2 separate regions of the Manis pentadactyla genome follow, and region 2 is linked to region 1. A link is a contact called in public Hi-C data. All regions are on one chromosome and are shown on one strand. The core of a region is the stretch at or near the end of the contact, and the rest is flanking DNA. Distances in the headings are between cores, read along the strand shown.

Region 1 (6,395 bases), core at 1,619-4,118:
GTAGGACAAAAGTGACTTCTACACAATTGGAACTCTTTACTTTTTTGTATTTACCTAAACTGTAAAGTTTATGAGCAGAGACACTTATGATCCAACTGTATTATAAGTTCATGTATTTTAAGCAGCAGGCTGAGCTTACAGTATGAGTGGTTGTGTGGGAAGTTCCAGCAGATCCATACCACAGGAAATCTACAGAGGGTCTGCTGTATGCTGTGGGCGTCCACACTTTGGAGGAGGGTCCCCTTAACTGCTGCATAACCAGAGCATACGTTTAGCTAAATTGCAGCAAGACGGTTTGGGCTCATGTCTTACGTCTCAGTGGGATCTAGCCAGGGTGCTTTGGTACCGTAATCCTTGGGTTTGTCCTACAGTCTTTTTCTTTGTACTCTCTGTAATATTGTGATACAATAAGAATATATATTTGGTCTTTGTCCTCATTCCTAGAACAGAGCTCCTAAAATCCTTGTATTTTGTTGAGTGGGAAGGGGATAGGAGGATCTTTTATGATTCATAACAAGTCCCTTTCAAACTGAGTTTATTCTAAGGAGTTGGCTCTTGGATCATGGGGCATGGTTGCCAGAGGAACCAACCAAGTGATTAGAGGATTGGAACTTTCAACCTCACTCTCCTATCTCAGGGAGAGAGGTTAAGCTAATCACTAATGGCTAATGATTAAATCTTAAATCAGTCATATTTATGTAATGAAATCTCCATGAAAACCCTAAATAATTGGGGCCAGGGGCTTCCAGGTTGGTTTACACATTGAGTGACTGGGAGGGTAGCATGCTTGGAGGGATCATGGAAGCTTGCGCCCCTTCCCACCTACCCATTCCTTGCCCTTTGTATTTCTTCTATTAGGCTATTCCTGTGTTGTGACCTTTATAATAAACCAGTAAATGTTAAGTAAAGTGTTGTCCTTCAGTTCTGTAAGTTGTTCTCACAAAAGAGAACCCTGGCAGGGGGCTTATAGGAGCCCCCAATTCATAGCTGATTGGTCAGAAATACTGGACATCTAGTCTTGATTGGTGTCTGAAGTGGGAGGCAGTCTTCTGGGTTTGAGCTCTTAACCTGTGGGGTCTGCACAAACTGAGTAGTGTCAGAATTGAATTGAATTGTATGACATCCAGTTGGTGTTGACAGAGAATTGGAGAATTTCTTGGTGTGAAAAAAACCACATGTGATGGGTGTCAGAAGTATTTTGGATAAAAAGGAGCGAGCACTGTCCTCAGACTCAACACTTCTGAACTTTTTCTTCAGGTCCCACCACTACACTCCCCCAAAAGGCCAAAGGCTAGGACGTGAAATAAAGAAACCAAGATGATTCATTCAAATCAGTTGAAAGTCAGTTAACCTTTATTCAAGGTCGGCAATATTCAGACATGCAGTCTTCTCTTGTTCAGTTGGCAGTCTGTTCAAGGAATTATAGATGCAAAGATAAACTATTACATAACCCCTGCTTTCAAAACCCATCTCCAGCGGGGTTTTCCCCTAGTCACTGACATCAAGAAAATAAAAAACTTGTAGGAGTAGGAGAAAAAGAGAATCTAGAGATCTAGGAATCTTATTTCAGAGATGAAAATAAGGCCACCATGGTCACAGGGATAACTGGCAGTGCTAGCTTGTGTGCTGGCCTCTCCCTCTGTTGCTTGCCCTCATTTTCTGATGCAATTTAGCGCTCCTTAAATATTTCAGTATTTCTGGCCAAAATTGGAGAGGGTGTGAAGCTGATTTAGTGAAGGAGCACAGGAACTTTTGATTCAGAGAATTTGGAGTGTAATTTAGCTATACTGAAGCTATGTATCCCCAACCTAGATGTTCATTATTTTTACGCGGTCAGTTTTGTACTTTTTATAAAAAATTCATCCCCTCTTGTTAACTAAATGAATAATACAATAAACATATGTGAATGACTCATGAGTGACTAGAAGTGTGATGTTAAAAAACAAAATTCAATCAAGTAAATGTGAAGCTAAAATTGGCCTTATCCCACCTAGCATAGAGATGGTAGGTTTTTATAGGAAGGAGGGTGGGACAAGAAGTTATTGCAAAAAAGAAAGGATTGTTTCAGGCAAGTTCATCTTCCCTTGGGAAAAAGAACTCGATAATCTTATCCTGCAGATGACCTCATCCTTTTGACTGACAGAGAGGGCTCCTGTGAGTTCACCTTAAGGGTGCTGACCAGAAAATTCCCGATTTACTGGTTAAAGGTCACATTCCTGGAATAGGTTGAAACTGTAATTAACTCTTGGTTTGGTGATGCAAATAACTCCATTTGGGCTTGTTTCTTTTTTTAACAGTCATATGTGGCTATGTTTATTATTTTTAAGATTTTTATTAAGTGAATCGTTGTTGAAGGCCGGCAGAAGGAAAGCATTGTGCAGGAAAGGAAAAGAGGTTTAAAGGTCCCCACTGTTAAGGGAGCTTTGGAGTCTAACAGGTTAGCGGGTAGACAAATCATGATAGGAAGTAACGAATGCCTCTTTCCAGGGGTATGATGAAAGGGCTGTGGGTGCTCAGAGGAAGGAGCTTTCCCTGTACTGGGAACTACTGCGCCTCTTAGGGTGAGGTCAGCGTCCCGCATCCAGCACCTAAGTTCTACAACTGGTTCTACTACTGATTTACCTTGTGACTTCAGGCTAGTAAATTAGGCTTACACCTCCCAGATTTTTGTTTGCCATTCTGAAACTCTAGGGTCTTGGCGGGCCATTGGGTTCCCTGGGATGATGCCCTCGGTGAGTTCCCATTTCTATTGTTTCCTGTCCTTAACCCCTTGGCTCCCTCCGTCGCACCTCCCAGAGGACACTCACGGAAATAAGCGCGGCCCCTTTAAGGTAGCTCCCGACCGAGGGAGCCCCGGGAGCCCGCCCCCCTCCCCCGAAGCAGGGCTGCTGGAGCAGTTTGCGGGAGACCCGGGCTTCCCACGCAGCCAGCGACGCTGCGCGTCACGGCGCTCGCAGCCAATCAGTATAAAGCCTGGCCGGACGCATTACTAGGGCGACACGCCAAACACCTCCTCGCTTTGGGATGAATTAGCGGCGGGTTCTGCCTGGAGGTTGCGACCCCCCCCATCCCTGCGACGGATTCTCCAGTTCGCCCACGCGCCCCCCTCCGCGGAGTCGTGCGTTGTCTCCTGCTCGTTACAGGTGGGAGGCGTTACAGGTTATGGCGTGCGGAAAATGGCGGCGGCCGCGGGGGGAATCCCCGAGTGGGTGGACGCGAAGCAGCCCCACGGGCTTTTCCGCCTGGGCCGCAGGCCTACCCGGGTTGTGGCCTCGGTAATATCACCTGACTGGGAGTTGGGGTCCGGACGCAGTGGTGTCGCTGGATTAGGTGGGAGGTGGTGCGGGGAAGCGACTCCCGAAGGGTAGGGGCTTTGAGAGGTTGCGGGGCCATGCAGGCCCTGTGGGCGAGGGCGAGATGGCCGTGGGCCGAGGAGGGCCAGGAGGCCCTAGGTATTTAGATTACTACCAAGATTTTCCTGCTGTACACCAGGACGGGTCTGGAAACTGCACCGCCCTGAGTATATTCTGAGCTCTGCCACTGTTAGATGTGCGGAACATCCCAAGAGGCCGCCAGGTGCCAGGCTTGGATGTGAGCTCTGGAGGGCAGGGACTGGAGCTGCCTTAGCTGTGTGTCCTCCAGGAGTCAGAGCCTGCCTGTAGGTGCCACAGTGACACCTACAAAAGGAAAGGTAATGTTAGGGGCTAATGTTAGGTCTGCGCATTAAGGCATCTTAGCTTCTACTACTTGCCTAAATGGAGAGAAGGAATAAAAAGTTAGGGCACTTAGGTGTCCTTGTAGAGACGTTTTGCTTCTGCGTTGTACTACCCTGGTTCAGGTAGATTCCCCGGGAGCATTGTATCTTCAAAGTTCATTAACTGTAGGTGCACGTGGTTATGATGAGAGTGAAGTCTGAGATTCAGTTCAAGCCCAGGGAAGTAATGAAGAAGTATTGGTGAAGGTCTTACAGATGAAATTTAACTATGCCAGTCACTTATTTGGGCAAAGACATATCATGAAATACAACTGGTTGGATTAGTTTTTTAAAAAACCATCTTGATGAAAGTCCTTTTTACAAAATGTGTATTTTTGAAAGTAAAAATAATATTCTTTTAAAAAATTACGCTTTTTAAATAAAGGTTTTACTGCCCTATTTACTTTGATGCGACGGATAAGGATAATACTTAAGTGACTTTTCCTTTTGGTAGTGGGCTTGATTTTGTGGAGTGCCTTGTTCTGTTACCGAGAAAGCACAGTACACTTTGTTTTCCATCATCAGTGGCAGCTGTCTTTGGAGTGCCTGCTGTGTGTTGGGCCCTGTGAAAGTGAGGCTTCTGATGTTTCATCTGAGCAAAATTAGTAGTTGATCTTTCCCACCAGGTGTTTAGGCTGGCTGTTGCTGACAGCCAAGGGAAAACCCCAAAGAATCTTCCTTTCAAACTGTGTGGTGGAGAATTGGTCAGTTTGGTCTGGGGCTGGGGTTAGGTGTGGTTTCTAGTTGTCACTTAAAATGTCAGGGAAATCCTATAACCTCTTTGTGAGGATTTTAGCTCAGAAGGGGGCATAACATTTCTTGTCCAGACCGTCTTCTTATACCGTTGTAAGAAAAAGAAAAAACAAAACAATAATTTGTAAAAGGGATAACAAAAAGTTAAAAATACAGTGATAACACTTGGCATTTATGATTGTGCACTTATTTTAAAGAGTTGTGTCTGATTTGTAACAAAACACAAATCAGTAATTAAGGAAGATTTCAGTGCTTATCAAACTCTTTAAAAAGAATAATTTGCTGGGTGACTTTTAAAAGAAAACTGGTGTTAGGTTTATTGCTTTGACGTATTTGCACTAATTTTTCTTTCACTGCTTTGCTGTGGAATTGCCCTGCCGACTCCTTGGGACGTATAGATTTATTCCTGAACTTGTTGAAGAGTCTAGGCAGAAGCCCGAGGTCAGATGTTGGCAGACAGTGAATGAGGCAAAAAAACAAATGATTAACTAATGCCGTGCACTCACATCTAGTTGTGGTGAGAACAGAGAGCTGTGGAAATTAAAAGGAACAGTTGCTTCTGCTGGGGCGATGCTGGCTCAGAACGGAAGGAGCTGCCTGCAGGATGAAGGGAGAAAGGGCTTCTGGCTGAAGGAGGGAGCAGCACAAAGTCAGGATGAGTGAGAGAGTGTGGCTGTGCAGGGGTCAGACCAGAGTTTTGCAGCAATTGCTAAGAGAGAAACCAGGAAAAGTTGTGGCAGATGGTGTAATCTCAGGTGAAAGGGTGGGTGACTATCGTGTGAGCGGTGGGACCTGTAGAAGGATCTTAATCGGTTGAGTCACATCAGCCTTATGTTCTGTACAGGTGACGTTGGTGGCAGGATGAAAGTCAGAATGTCAAACCAGTTAAGGGCAGTTTCCATACTCCTATGGGAGATGGTGATGGTGTTGAACAATGGCATCAGCTGTAGCAGAGCAGAGTTCAGAGTCCACCACACTTATTTTGAAGGTAGACTGGAAGACTGGGTGTGAAGAATAATGGGGTGGGGAAGGGAAACATCTGCCAGGCAGTCAAGGGAAGACCAAATTTTTTTGTTTCTTATGGTTGAAGATTGGAGACATTGTTAATTAATTTAGGAAAAGAATAAAGCAGGGATTTTTTTGTTTACTGGGTTTGGGGAAAGAATTGTCAACCTCTGAGGTGGTTTGGGTCAAATAAGAGGTGACAGCCAGCTTTATAACTTTCTCTAGGCCTCTGATTTCTGAGAGTACAGAAAATTATGTCAGAAAAGCAAGGGCTATTGTAAAGGTGGTGCCACTGGTGTAAAGACATTCAGAAGTGTTGGGAAGAATCACCTAAGATATGTTTGAGGCAAAATGTTTAGAAAACAGGTATTAGAGGGATTTTTTATACATTAGGGTTTTAGGATTTGTATAGAAGTCATAAAGTGTGGAGGTAATCACAAATGAATTCTAGAGTTGTAAAACTGATCTCTACTCAAACATTCATCACAGTAGAGTTGTCTAGTACCCAACAACATAATATGAACGCATTCCAAATCGACTGGAAGGAGATACTGCAAACCTTGCAGAGATGGAGGATCTCATGAATTTAGAACATGGTTGAGAACTGTAAACAACTGGGTCTAGCATATGTTGTTGGTAGGCATGTAAATTGACACAGCCATTTTGGAAAACTGTGTGTAATCCTACCCACAGTCCATCAATTCCACTCCTAGGTGTATACCCAAGAGAAACAGATGTATATTGTCTACCAAAGGGAAAAAGTAAAATATTGTTCATAGCACCTTTATTCATGACCAAAAATTAGATGAAACCCAAACATACATTAGCAATAGAATGGATGAATAAATTGTATGTTTATCGAATAAATTATATGTTTATCAAA
Region 2 (6,395 bases), core at 1,180-3,679, 210 kb before region 1:
GTTTACATATTTGTAAACTGAGGACTATATGTTGTGCTATGGTAATCTTCCTACAGTCTTTTGGAAGTGAGATCATGAAAATGTTTTGAAAGATGACAAGGCACTATATAAAGTTTAATGAATAAAAAATAGCAGATTTGTTATAGTTGTATCAAAGTTTAGTTCCATGCCTCCCATATGCTTATATGAACATATGTCACCATGGTCCCAGAGGGAAACAGAAAGTATTGATTTGGGGTCCTAACCCAAGGCTTAGTGTTCCACTTCAATTTACTGACAGAAGTGAAATTAGTTACAATGGGCTTTAATACAAAATTTCTTCAAGAGTGGGCATCAGGTAATTACCTCAATGTTCTCCAGTAAAGGAATTTTTCAGGTAGTCAGATATCTGCTGACGGAAGCCATACGTCTCACCTTTTTCTCCAAAATGAGGCCATCTTGACATTTAAAGGGTGTGTGTGTGTGTTGGGGGTGGAGGCTGTGTTGGGCAGGTAGCTTTCTGAGTTTTAAAAGTTTCACAAAGCAATAATCACAAATGTGTAACATGGGGCTGTTGGTGTGTCAAGGTGGTGAGGTAGTCTTTTATCCTAGGCCTTGCCAGAGATTGCTACTGGGGAGAAATGGCAAAAGATATCAGTTCTGATTACTTAGGGCCTAGCTCAGACTCTGAAAAGTCCTAGCCTGGAAACCAGCTCTCCAAACATCGATTTCTTTGGCCATGCAGCTGACAACCCGTCACACCCCAGCTTTCGAGAAGCTTCTCCACCCAATGCAAAAGGCACAAACAGCCCTCCTCTGTTAGCAGTCGCTCCACACCTGGAGCATCCCCCATTAACACCTGTCCGTAGAAGCACGGTCCTCCAGCCAGGCCACCATCTCCAGAGGAGCAGAATGGAGGTAGTACTTAACAGCACAAATCAATTTCTGATTTGTTTTCTGGGGTGCAGGTGGAGAGAGGCTCCTAAATTTCTCTGGTTGGAGGGAGCAACTGGGGGTTATCTTGAAGCTGTGTTTTCATAGGAAGTACACTGTTTTTACTCAGGTTGTAAGGTCTGAATGCCTAAAAATAGCAAAATTGTTCTTCATTTTTCTTACCAATTCTTATCAATTATTTTTATTTGGGTTGGCTTGGGAGAGCTAATGAAAATTATAAGGCCTCCTCATGGTCAAACCCTCACCATTAATCTTATCCTTTACCTGAGATAAGCTTATGTATTTCTACTTTTAATCATATATATATATATATATGCATTCAATACATTGACTAAGAGCTTTCTAAGAGCTGACTGATTTCAAAGTACATTTAATTTTGCCAAGTTGTGGATAGCTTTCCCCCAACCCCCACAACTTCCTCTGTCCTCAGTAAACTTGTAGGTCAGGGTTATAAAGCTGTTCTGCAGGAGCTTTTGAAGCAGAGGTGTGAAGCAATGGGCTCCAGCCAGAGGGGCAGACTCCCATCCCGGCTCTGGGGAGTGCACAGACTGACCGCCTGGACAGACCCCAAGGGCTGCCATTCCTGGGCAGGGAAGGAGGGGTTCTCCGGAAGCCCTTCTTGGAGCAGACTTGGGACCCAAGGCTGGGGCTGTGTGCTTTTGCAGTACTACCGGCACCCCTTGTCTGCACTGCCGGCGGTGTGTGTATGTGTCCTGTGGAAAAACCCTACGACACCACATCCTTTCTCACACAAATAAAGCCCTCCACGGATCCCAGGGCTGCAGACCAGTCACTTGCAAGCTAACGGGACCCCCGCACTCGGTCCGCCCATCTCTTAAGCCTTTCCCACCTTCCCACCGCCTCTTTTTTCAGGGATGCTCTCTTTCCAGTCAGCTTGCTGGGGATAGAAGGGACGCGCCTGAGGCGTGGCGATCAGGGTGCTGCAGGCGAGAATACCAGGGAGAGGCCTAGTTGGCGGGGTGAACGCTGAAGAGGGGTCCAGAGATGTGGACTGGAGACCGCGAGTGGGAGCAAAGGAGGGCACGGGCGCCAGGCTGCGAGGTGAAGGATGGCGCCTTCCCCGCAGCAAAGCGGCCGCCAAGCGGTCACGTCCGGAGAGGGTTCAGCGTCCTCCTCATGCCCATCGTCCTCCGCCCGCGAGTTCCCGGGGCTGTGTTCAAGAAGGGGGGCGCCGGCGCTGGCTGATTTATAAGCAGAAAGCGGCGTTGACATTGAACTCCAGCCCCGGTGCGTGCGTGTGTGCGCGCGCGTGTGTCCCCGCGCCTTTGCGCGTGTGAGTAGGGGTGGGAGCAGGACTAGAAGCCGCAGCAAACCACTGCCTTCGGGGAGCTGCGCCGAGCTCGCCCCCGAGCAGCCGCCTGCAGGAGAGAAGAGCGCTGAAACCATTCATGATTTTGGTGACGTTATTCCAGGAGTGGGCGAGAGAGGGCGGAGCCTCCTGGGGCCGAGCCCCGCCTCCGCCCCTATAAATACCGCTTCCCGGGTTCTTTGTGGGGCCGCGAGCTCGGTGGAGCACCGAGGGCTCCGTCAGTTCTGCCGACGCAGCTGGCAGTGGGGCTGTCTCCGGAAGGCGGACCGGAGAACGCCCGTGCCCGCGCTCGGCCGCCTGCCTCCCTGCCTGCGGCGCCTGTCTGCGCCCGTGACATCCTTACTCGGGACGCAGTGACCGTTTTTAAATCACAAGGGCGTGGGTCAGCCTCCCCTAGGACTTCATGTCTGTGTATTTCCCCATTCACTGGTGAGTATCTTGTGCCCTCGGAGGGCATCCGTCTCGAGGCCGTGGCGGCTCGGGTGCGAGGGCAGTAGGCGGCGCGGGCGCCCGCGCGGACCCGCCGCCCAAGCCCGTGCAGGAGTCAACGTCAAGGTTGCAAAGGTGGGGGTGGGGGGCGGCGGTGCTGAGAATATCCAGACAAAGGAAGTGAACTCGAAGCCCTCACCTAAGTGACGGCTGGGAGGGTGTGTATGTGGCGGTGGGGAGATGAGGGGAGAAGCAGGGATCCAGCTGGAACCCCGCTCATGAAATCCCCACTGCGGAGGGCTGCAGGAGGCGCGCGCCCTGCCTGGCGCAGGGGGCTCCAGCGCTCCCCGGGCCCCTCCCATTTTTCTTTTTGTTTGCTTGCAAGTCTCGGCGTCGAGGCGGGCGGCAGGGGGTTGAGCTGATGCAGCGGCGGCTTTTGCAGAGCTCCGCGGGGTGGGGAAAACGCTCTCCCCACGAGAAACCCGACTAAAGCCACAAGCAGCGGCAGAAGTATGCGCTGCACCCTCCGGATCACATTCCTCTCCGCAGCCCCCTAAAACCCGACGCGCCCTTGTAGGGGCACCGGGGGAGGAGCTGCCCTCTCCGGGCCCGCTGGAAGTCGGGGCGGGAGGGATGCGCCGCGGGCGCCGAGCTCAAGGCAGAGAGAGGCCGCGGCAGGCCACTTGGACTTGCGCGCCGGCTGCAGCTTCCTTTCTGCGCCGGGGAAGAGGAGGAGCGGCCGGGGGCGAGCGCTGGCGGCCCAGCAGCGCGTTCTCAGGTGCGGGCGCGGGGAAGCCGGGCCCCGCCAGGCTTTAGCTCAGTGCGGTTCTGTTCAGCCCAGGAACCGGAAAGTTCATGCTTCTCGGTTCAACTTTTCCGGCCGGCGCCACAGCCCCGAGCGAGGAGCCAGCGCCCCTACCCCAGGCGAAGAGCCTGGAGAGACCTGTGGGCGCTCTTGGGGGCCGTTTCTCCGCGGTGGGCAGCCGCCTTCCAAGGACCTGAGAAGAAGCTGCCTAGACGTCCTGGCTCTGGAACCTAAACTTGCCTGGAAGCTTAGCATATCTTCTCTCAGTCTCCCCTCCCTGATCCCGACTCTGTTTAGAGATGAACTCTCAAAACAAACTAAAAATCCACTCACCCCCACCCCCAGGCTTGCATAGCCCCCTCCTTATGCGCGCCTTTCCCTCCCACCTCCGTGGTGTGTGAGCAGCCAGGTGCCATACGGTATGGCCTTGAAGGCTATTGGAGGCTTTGTGTCCCTGGCCGCCCAAAACTTGAACGAGATTAGGGCCCATCTAGGTTATTATCCCCTAAGAAATTAAGGGAAATAAAATAATTTGGGACTATTTAATAATTGATTAGCACTTCATAGTCTGCAATGCTTTTGTGTGTGTGTGGCCAGAGATGAGCTCTTTAGCATAACTGTGAGATATGCATTATTAGCGTCATGATGACAAAGAGAGCACTCGTGGCCCAGAGAGGTTACATGACTTTTCCAAGATCACACAGTACTTGAGTGTGGCAGTGCTGGGACTGGAAACTTTTGCTTCTGTTTCCAAATCCAGTGCTATTTCTTCTCTAGGTAATAACAATAAAATGAAGAAGAATTTGGTACCCCTGTTTTCCTAAAGCTTACTTCACCTTTTTAAACCACGGATAACGGTATAATGGTGAAAATATTGGGTGTTGCGTAGTGAGTACATTGACTTTGGTATGTACCACTTGGCATTATACATTCCAGACCCGGTAGGTGCCCGTGGCTTCTGTGAGGATAACGGAACGTTTGTATAGTGCTTACAGAGTACAAAGCACGTTCACATGTCAGCCATTGGTGGGCCAGCTTGGTCCCTCTGGAAATTTCCTTCTCACTCAGAGTCCAGGCATCCTTAAGGTTTTTAATACCGGGGATGGTTTTCAAGCTGTGAGCTTGCAGCTGCTGTGGCTGGGCTAGAAAAGGGGTTGGATGGCAGATGTGTAGCTTGCAGAAAGCTGACCCCTTGGGGTTTTATGTGAGACATTTGCAAAAAGGAATACCAGAGACACAGAGAGAAATTTAGGAAGGTAGTGTTATTGGACTTGGTTTCCCTGAGGTTGACCTGTTGGATGTAATAACAATATGCACTTCCTCTAGAGATGGGATGAATTGTTTTTGATATAGACAGATGGACTCAGGTACCTCCTGTTTTGAATTTTCCTACTTCTGTCACTTACAAGAAAATCCAGAGTTGCTTCTTGCCAATGGGGACTTGTACAGGAGAAGAAGGGAGAAAGGGAGTTTTCCAGAGAGGTTTTCAGGTGGGCATCATTGGTGAAGGCCGAGAGCTCTGATGCACTGGGCATATAAGGTGCTTCCTCAGGGTGTGAGCTTGTTTTTCTGAGTTCTGTTTTGACCGCCTTTCATCCTGCCTCCAGACAGTCCCCTGATCTAACAGCAGAATGCACCGAGTGTAGGAATGTGAAAGTGCATGTTTGTTGACTTTTGGTCTGGGTTTCTTGGCAGCCCTGACTATCTGAGATCGGCCGAGATGACTGAGGTGATGATGAACACCCCATCCATGGAGGAGATTGGCCTCAATCCCCGAAAGGATGGACTTTCCTATCAGGTGAGTTCAGTACTAGATTCCTTCTGTTTCTGTAGAACCTGGGGGCTTTTGCTGGGGCTGGAGGCAGTCTGTTTTGCATCCAAGTGTAAAGAGCTATATGACCTTGGAAAAGCCCCCTAATGCCAGTAAGCCTCAGTTTCTTTGTCTGTAAAATGGGGCAACAATAGTCCTTACCTCAGAGAGTTGTGGTGAAGATTCAACATAAGATGATGTGTAAAAGGCATTCACAGCACCTGGGACACAGTAAGGGTTTAGTAAGTGTGAGTCGATATATTAATTAGTCATCCTAGCTGCTGCAGACTCTCCCATTCATGCTGGCAAAGGGGGAAGTGATTTTTGATAGGTGCAGTCAGTTCAGACCAGAATTTCCATCCCCAGCCATTCTTTGGGCAGTGGAAACATTGCTGTGAGGGGTGGCTTATGGAAAAGGATGGTCTGCTGGGCGAATAGCTGGGTCAGGTGCCACCTTCTTCCTCAGGCTGATGGTTGACCAACTGATTCTAACAGAATTAATGTTCGGCCTACTTAGAATTGGGGAGCCCTTTCCCCAAAGCTTTCTCAGGATGTGATTGCTGGAATCTAGCTTAGAGATTGTGTGGTGGATCCAAAATATATAAGAACCACAAAAAGTGGCCTAAGCAATACCTTCAGATTCTTAGTACAATGTTCTTCCTGGCTGGCCATGTACTTTTCCATTACTCCTGACCGGTTACAGAGCATTTTTAGATACCTCCAGAGCAGTGAACTGTTCAGATTTCCAAAGAGAGTCCCTAGGCTATTACATTTAGGGGAGGAAGGAGTCTGTTTTTAAGGGAAGACCTTAGAGCTAGAGAAATTGTGTCGGGTGGCTGGCTATGGAGATGAATGGGTGTGATGGGCCTATTTAGCAGATATTAACTGAATGCCCACAGGAGCTATGCACTTTCCAGATGTTGCCCTTTCACTCTTGACCACAGCTCTGAGGTGGGAGTTCTCACTCTGTTTCACACATGAGGAAACAGCTCAGACAGAGTATATGGCTGGGGTCTCAAACTCCAAAGCCTTGCTCTTCTGGGGCATCATGTAGCTGTACCTTGGGCTGGTTCTTGACTAGAATCTAG

The links. Hi-C and Micro-C count contacts between places; a contact is called where the count stands out from the background.
Region 2: a contact with region 1 is called in a Hi-C map of skin fibroblasts, with 4 times the contacts expected there. The contact joins the promoter of LBH here to the promoter of LCLAT1 in region 1. A contact is called at or near these places in 2 of 3 Hi-C or Micro-C datasets (fibroblasts and skin fibroblasts).

Annotation. Positions count from the first base shown.
Region 1 is chr2:212,080,527-212,086,921 of mManPen7.hap1, reverse strand. LCLAT1 (lysocardiolipin acyltransferase 1) reads left to right here and starts at 2,868. Exons shown (of 6, transcript XM_036903613.2): 1 at 2,868-3,143.
Region 2 is chr2:212,287,052-212,293,446 of mManPen7.hap1, reverse strand. It overlaps LBH (LBH regulator of WNT signaling pathway), which reads left to right and starts at 2,429. Exons shown (of 3, transcript XM_036903612.2): 1 at 2,429-2,692; 2 at 5,193-5,295. The coding sequence starts at 2,667.